Linked DNA regions of Sus scrofa: region 1 is linked to region 2. Evidence: chromatin contacts called from public Hi-C data. All regions are on one chromosome and are shown on one strand. Each heading gives the region's core, a stretch centred on a gene start, on an enhancer-like site or on the middle of the called end of the contact. The rest is flanking DNA. Distances are from core to core; before and after follow the strand shown.

Region 1 (3,853 bases), core at 1,158-3,657, 68 kb after region 2:
GTTCTTGCCTCTGAGGTTGAGCAGCAACCATTTCTGACACAAAGGAGCTAAGTCCTCAGTAGATATGTTAGTTCTCCTTGCCTCTCACTCATTTTTCTCTGACTGTATCTACATCCCACTTTACTGTATCTCTCCTTCCACTAAAACTAACGGTCCAGCTTCAGCTACCTACTTTTTTGTTCCTGAGACAGCTGTAAATCTCAGACCTTTAACGTAAATGATCCTGTGTGTAAGATAGCACCTTTGAATTTGAAGACAGCTTCTCATGAAAACCTTGTTTCTGTGTAGTGAATAAGCACCAAGGGCTTTGAAAGAAAGGGAGCATGAGAAACATCAGCTTTTGTAGAAAAGTTAGGAAATTCTCTACTCTTTATAACATGGGATGAAAATAAATTCCAAGAAAACAGTTTGCAAGCCAACTTGAGCAGAAGTGTGTCAGCGACTTGGGGGACTGACTGCCTGCAGTTGTCCATCATCTCTGTTTTCCAGTATGTATTTTAGGAACATTTTCTCTAGTCTGAAGTAACAGAAAGGATATTAGATCTACATATAACTGTCTCTGAATTGCTTTGAAAAATATTTCATAAATAAGACTGACAATCTCAAGATTTAATGAAAGTTGTAAGTTAGTGACTTGAAATTGGATGTTCATGTTTTCATGTTTTTCCTTAAGCACTTGACATATGTGGGGCTGATTGTTCATTTTTTGGGTAAAAGACAAATGCATTTTTAAAAATCACAGAGAAATGTTTTGGAATCAGTTTGCATCTTTGTTTTTCTGGACATCAATCAAACATATGGAAGCTCTTTTGAGTACAGTGTTGGCTAATAGTTCAGCAATTTGAATTTAGTATTAAAATAAACAGTATAAGTAATCTTCTGTCTCTTAAGTTGAATAATTGTCTGTATTTCTTGAGTTAGTGGGCAGACAGGAGCATAGCTTATCTCTGCACTAACAGGCGGTACTTACTCCAGTAGGTTTTGCTTCTTTAAACAAAGAAGGCTAAAATTTTAATACATTCTTGAGTTCAAGAGCCAATGGTTTGTTGTTTTTTGTAAAACTCGAAGGTAGTTTTCTAAGCAAATATTAAAACTCTATTATTAACTTTAAAGCTTATGCAATAATATTTTAAAACCCAGTTGCAAGGGTTAAGTAAATTATACTGTTTTGTGTACTCAGCCCCCAATTAAGTTATTGCCGGTGTTGTATTTTATTTACATTGGTTCATCTGCATTTTTCAAACAGGCTGGTGTCTAGAAATGGGTGGTGACATTTATGAACATGTCTAATTGAAAATTATGTTTCATGCAGAAAAATATTTTTGTCGAAATAATCTGCATGTTAAATCTAAAGATCTTTGCTAAACTGTGGAGGTAGATTTACCCTGTACAGTGACAGCACTTATTTTCATGAAGAATTTTATTCCAACGATTGAAAGTAGTAAGCCCTTTTGTAAGTAAATAATAAGCCTTACACTGGACAGTTTGCCAATAATGAACTTATAATCACAACTACATGAATTCCTAGCATGTTTATGACATTATCAAATATTACAGGAGTTACAGAGGTCTTTTATATTTTAATTTGTATTTATGGACATAAATAAAATTACTTATTTAGGAAGTAGCCTAATTTCCAGCAATTGTTTTGATTTTAATTTTAAAATGGTCCATTCAGAAATTTTAAAGTTAACACATTAACTCATCTGTCATTTTTCTTGGATGACCAAATACACAAGGTTCAGTATGAGAAATTTTTCAGGTTAAAAGAGACATTCAAGAATTGTTTGTGAGCTCCTTTTGCTTCTTAGTGACAGAATTGTCCATCTCTAACAAATGCTTCATGTATGTAAATATTGTAAAACATTAAAAAATTAAGTATCTTAAAATTTTAATGAAATCGGTAGGCTATCATAATAAAAAGTAAAGACCTGGCCTCATATAGTCAAAAGGCTGAAAACATTGAAGTTTTGTTACTTAACACTTGAAATAATGCCGGTTTTGAAATATTAACGCTCGGTAGCTCTGTTACCCTTTGCCCCTAATACTGTTTCCCTTAAACATGCGGGAGAAGGGATGGATCCAAGCCAAGCCCACGACCTGGCTTGGATCCGCCCCTGCTCTTGTTCACATTGTCCTGCTCTCTAAAGACGGAATCATTTGTGTCTTTATCTCTGTCCCCAAAGTTAAGTACCTTGTCTGGAACGTAGTGAGCTTTTGATAAGTGTATTTCTAATCAATTTAGAATCAGTGGTCATCAGCATTTACTTGAGTATCATTTGGATTTGGCATCAAATGAGAAAATAGTGTTTTACACTCCACAGTTGTTATTAAAAGCCCTATACCTATGTCCGTTGGGAGCTCTTTTGCAATAGGACCGTTCCTAGTTGCTTTGCATGTGTTCTCTTGCTCAATAGGTAATTTTTGCCAAGGACAGTCTCTACTCAAAATGATGACTCAGAGTATTAGACCAACCTAAATATATCCATATTCATGTCACTCTTTCCTTCTCTCTTGTGATTCCCTTTCTCTTTTGTGTTGGTAGCACCCTCCTCAAAATGTAGTGTTGTTCAGTATCATTTTTTAATACTGATGTTCACCATGTATGTTCCTCCCACCCCTCCCCCCTTTTTTTACTTTTTAGGGCCGCACCCACGGTATATGGAAGTTCCCAGGCTAGGGGTTGAATCGGCGCTACAGCTGCCAGCCTACACCACAGCCATAGCAACATCAGATCGGAGCCATGTTGCGACCCACACCACAGCTCACAGCACCCACTGGGTGAGGCCAGGGATCAAAGCCGCAACCTCATGGTTACTAGGTGGTTCGTTTCTGTTGCTCCGCTACAGGAACTCCAAATTTACTCTTTTAAAGGGTGCATTCATAGAGTTGTGCCAACTATCACCACTCTTTAATCTTTGAGTATTTTTTATTATCCTAAAGAAACCTTACACCCATTTTTAACAGTCACTCTCCTTTTTTCCCTCTTCTCATTTTCTGGCAGCCACTTATCTACTCCTTATGTCTGTATTTGCCTATTGGAGAGATATTACATATAAATGAAACTATATACTATGTGGCTTTTTATGTCTGGCTTCTTTCTCTTAGCATAGTGTTTTTGAAGTTCCCAGGCTAGGGGTCTAATCGGAGCAACAGCTGCCTGCCTACACCAGAGCCACAGCAACGCCACATCTGAGCTGCATCTGTGACCTACACCACAGCTGACGGCAATGCCCAATCCCTAACCCACTGAGTGAGGCCAGGGATCAAACCCACAACCTCATGGTTCCTAGTTGGATTCATTTCCGCTGCCCCACGATGGGAACTTCCAGTATTTTGTGCATTTTTAAGGCCAAAAAATACTCCATTGTATGGATATATTATATTCATCAGTTTTGGTGGACATTTGGCTTTTTATCATTTTTTGATTTATTATTAACAGTGCTGCTATGAACATGTGTGTGCAAGTTTTCCTGTGGAAATATGTCTCATTTCTCTTGGTTATATCTCATTGGTTTATCTGCAAATAGAATTACTGTGTCCTGTAGTAACCATGATTAACTTTTGAGGAACTGCTAGATCATCTTGCAAAGAAGCTATACCATTTATAATCCAACCAGCAATACATGAAGGTTCCAATTTATCCACTCACTCACCAGTACTTGTTATTGTCTGTCTTTTAATTTAGCCATTCTAGTGTGTGTGAAGTGGTATCTTGTGGATTTGATTTGCATTTCCCTAGTGACCAGTGATGCTAAGCAACTTCTCATGTGCTCATTATTGGCCACTTATATATCCTCTTTGGAGAAGTGTCCATTTTTTTTTTTTTTTTTTTTGAGTTGTCTTTTTGTTG
Region 2 (3,625 bases), core at 1,011-3,510:
AAGCTTATTCTAAAACTTGTATGGAGGGAGTTCCCATTGTGGGAACGAATTTGACTAGTATCCATGAGGATACATCCTGACCACATTCAGTGGGTTGGGGATCTGGCGTTGCCGTGAGCTGTGGTGTAGGTCGCAGATGCAGCTTGGATCTGGCATTGCTGTGGCTGTGGCGTAGGTCCGTGGCTGTAGCTCCAATGTGACCCCTACCTTGGGAACTTCCATATGCTGCTGGTGTGGCCCTAAAAATCAAAAATACAATAAAATAAAACTTGTATGGAAAGGCACAGGAACTATACTAAGACAATTTTTAAAAACCATCATAGTATCGAAGGAACCAGACTCCCTGCTTTCAGGACGTATTCTACAGCTACAGTTACCAGTCTGTGTGGTATTGGCAGAGGGAAAGGCACATAGATCAATGAGACAGAATAGAGAACCTGGAAATAGACCCACACAAATACAGCCAAATGCAAAAGCCATCCAATGGAGGAAAAAGTGCCCTTTCAACAAATGGTACTGGAGTAATTGAACATCCAAAGAAGTGGGGGAAAAATGAACCCCGACCCAAATCTCACACCTTATACCAAAAAAAAAAAAAAAAAAAAAACCCTCCAAATTAATTATAGACTTTAATGGAAAACGCAAAGCTTCAAAATTTGGGGGAAAAAACATAGGAGAAAACCTTCAAGATCTATAAAAGGAAAAATGTACAAACTGTACTTTTATCAATATTAAAAAATTTTGCTCTGTGAAAGACTCTAGGAAAAGGATGAAAAGTCAGACTATAGACTAGTAGAAAATGTTTGCAAACTACATATCTGACAAAAGGTAGGATATATAAACATCACTCAAAATACAACAGTTAAAATAAAAAACAGGGAGTTCCCGTCGTGGCGCAGTGGTTAACGAAACCGACTAGGAACCATAAGGTTGTGGGTTCGGTCCCTGCCCTTGCTCAGTGGGTTAACGATCCGGCATTGCGGTAAGCTGTGGTGTAGGTTGCAGACACGGCTCGGATCCCGAGTTGCTGTGGCTCTGGCGTAGGCTGGTGGCTACAGCTCCGATTCAACCCCTAGCCTGGGAACCTCCATATGCCGCGGGATCGGCCCTAGAAATGGCAAAAAAAAAAAAGACAAAAAAAATTTAAATAAAAAAAAAAAAAAATCCAATTAGAAAGTGACAAAGAGATGTGTAGAGACATTTCACTAAAGAGGGTATCCAGATGGTAATAAACACAGGAAAAGATGGTTAACATGTTAGCCATTAGGGAGATGAGAATTAAAACCACTACACATATATCCCAATGGCTAAAATAATAGGGTGACAGCACCAAATGCTGGTAAGACTTCAGAGAAATTGGATCACTCATACATTGCCGGTCGGATATAAAATAGTACACAACTCTGGAAAACACACTGGCCATTCCTTTAAAAATTAAATGTGCAGTTACCAGACAAACCAGCAATGGCATTCCTGAGCATTTATTCCAGAAAAATGAGAACTTATGTTCAGGTGAAAACCTATACACAATTTTTATAGCAGCTAGAAACAACCAGGTGTCCTTCTGAATTTTTTACAAATACTAACAATGCTGCTGCAATGACCACTGTTGTGACACATCTTCCTGTACACACTTGAGAGCTTGGCAGACACTGCTGCATGCCTGCCTGTAATTCATTCTCACCTTCTAAGGTTATTTCAATGAATGAGTCAGACATGATCCCTGCTATTATATAGTTACAATTTTGGAGGAGAGATAGACAAGTAAACAAGTTTATACAACTGATTCTTCAGTAACGGGCTGTTATAAAACCATCAGTTCACTGCTACCTCAACCTCAAAAGATACCATTCTGCACATCGGACTGTTTTATGCTTTTATGCAAAACTCATCACGAAACTTTCCAAAGGACTAGGTGATAGCCCCAAGGAACCCCAATTAAATCTGTGTGACTTACGTAGAAATCAATGGCTCAAGGAACACTTTGCTCCTGCCAAATTTTCAAGGCAATAGCCAGTTATTTAACAGCAAAAGCAATATTTGGGGATAGCCGAAGGGATTGCAATTCTGGATATGAGAAGCATAGAGGACCATAGGCAAATCCAGAGCACAAAGAAAGGGAATTTGATTTTATAGGGAAAAGGGGGAGTTGGGAGAGGCTGTAAAAACCAGAGTCCACTGAACGAAGCTGGTTGGACTGCCATGGTCTCTGAATGGCTGGGCTCTCCTCTGGCAGAGAGTTTTCTGCTTCCTGCTGGATTGTAAAGTAAGCAGCAGGGTCCTGTCGGGGGTTCTCGGAGAAGTCTCTTCCAGTTTAGAGTAATTGACCTGCAGGACGGGGTGTGAGAGCTCCCCCTAAAGGCCTGTCCTGACTCCAATTTTAGCTGAGGCTAAATTCCACACCTGATCTAATCATTTGTGGGAAAAAAATCAAACAAACACATTTCACCCTATTCCTAGACCCATGTATGAGTGACTTGACAGAGTAAGTAAAATTATTAAGGGCCCATACACTAGAATCAGATAATCCCAACTTCCCCACTTTTTCATAAGTAAACTTTACTTCTTTTTCGTTCATTTGGTTTTGGTTTTGGTTTTGGTTTTTGGTTTTGTTTTGTTCTGTTTTTCTGGCTGCACCCATGGCTTATGGAAGTTCCCTGGCAAGCAACACCAGATCCTTAACCCACTGCTCCATAGCAGAGACTGAACCTGTGCCTCAGCAATGACCCAAGCAGATCCTTAACCCCGTTACACCGCAGTGGTACTCCTTTACTTTTTTTTGTTGTTGTTGTTGCCATTTCTTGGGCCGCTCCCACAGCATATGGTGGTTCCCAGGCTAGGGATCTAATTGGAGCTGCAGCCACCGGCCTACACCAGAGCCACAGCAATGCGGGATCCGAGCCGCATCTGCAACCTACACCACAGCTCATGGCAACACCAGATCCTTAACCCTGAGCAAGGCCAGGGATCGAACCTGCAACCTCATGGTCCCTCGTCGGATCCCTTAACCACTGTCACGACGGGAACTCCACTCCTTTACCTCTTTTAAGCTTCAGCTTCCTGTCTTGCAAGAAGAGACTTAATAAAAGTATCCACTTAATAAGTCAATTGTTATTAAATAATTGTTGGTCAATTGTTTAATTGTCAATTATTTTATTTAAATAAAATAATGCATATTAATGCACTCAGCACAGTGCCTAGCACACAGCAATCGATTTCTCTATTTCATCATATGATAACAGTGAAACATTTGGATTATTTCCTTGGGATGATTCTTAGGTGTGGAAGTACAAATCAAGGAACTTCAGCATTTTGAAATCTCACGAAACATGCTATTTTCTAAGAAGGGAGGTCCCGTTGTGGCACATTCTCCACAGACCTGAAGCTACCTCTTCTGTTTATCATTTCTAGGGTAGCTACAGTGGATCCCACTGGTGTCCCTTTTTCTACCCAATGGAAGGGAGTATCACTAACAAAATTCTGCTGCCCTCTTCCGAACAGAATTGCCCTGGACCAAACTGGAGCACCCTCACCAGAGAGGCTATCCTACTCCCTCCTCCACCCTACCTGTCCATGGACCTCTGCCAATAACGGAATGATATCTGGGGACAAAAAGCTCCCTCCC

What was found. A called contact is a pair of places that touch in the nucleus more often than the background predicts.
Region 1: a contact with region 2 is called in a Hi-C map of liver, with 5 times the contacts expected there. The contact joins two enhancer-like sites. A contact is called at or near these places in 1 of 5 promoter capture datasets (liver), 9 of 47 Hi-C or Micro-C datasets (heart right ventricle, liver and skeletal muscle) and 2 of 2 datasets of contacts at active chromatin or transcription factors (alveolar macrophages and skeletal muscle).

The regions. Positions count from the first base shown.
Region 1 is chr6:157,241,099-157,244,951 of Sscrofa11.1, forward strand. The region is part of intron 1 of USP24 (ubiquitin carboxyl-terminal hydrolase 24); the gene reads left to right. Among named protein-coding and RNA genes, the nearest start is that of USP24, 23 kb to the left of the region's middle. Within about 2 kb of position 2,408, at least 18 of the 83 cell types and tissues checked have an H3K27ac peak or open chromatin away from gene starts, as enhancers often do. A contact at or near this core is called in liver and skeletal muscle, where this site is marked.
Region 2 is chr6:157,172,966-157,176,590 of Sscrofa11.1, forward strand. No RefSeq gene overlaps it. Among named protein-coding and RNA genes, the nearest start is that of USP24, 46 kb to the right of the region's middle. Within about 2 kb of position 2,261, at least 18 of the 83 cell types and tissues checked have an H3K27ac peak or open chromatin away from gene starts, as enhancers often do. A contact at or near this core is called in liver and skeletal muscle, where this site is marked.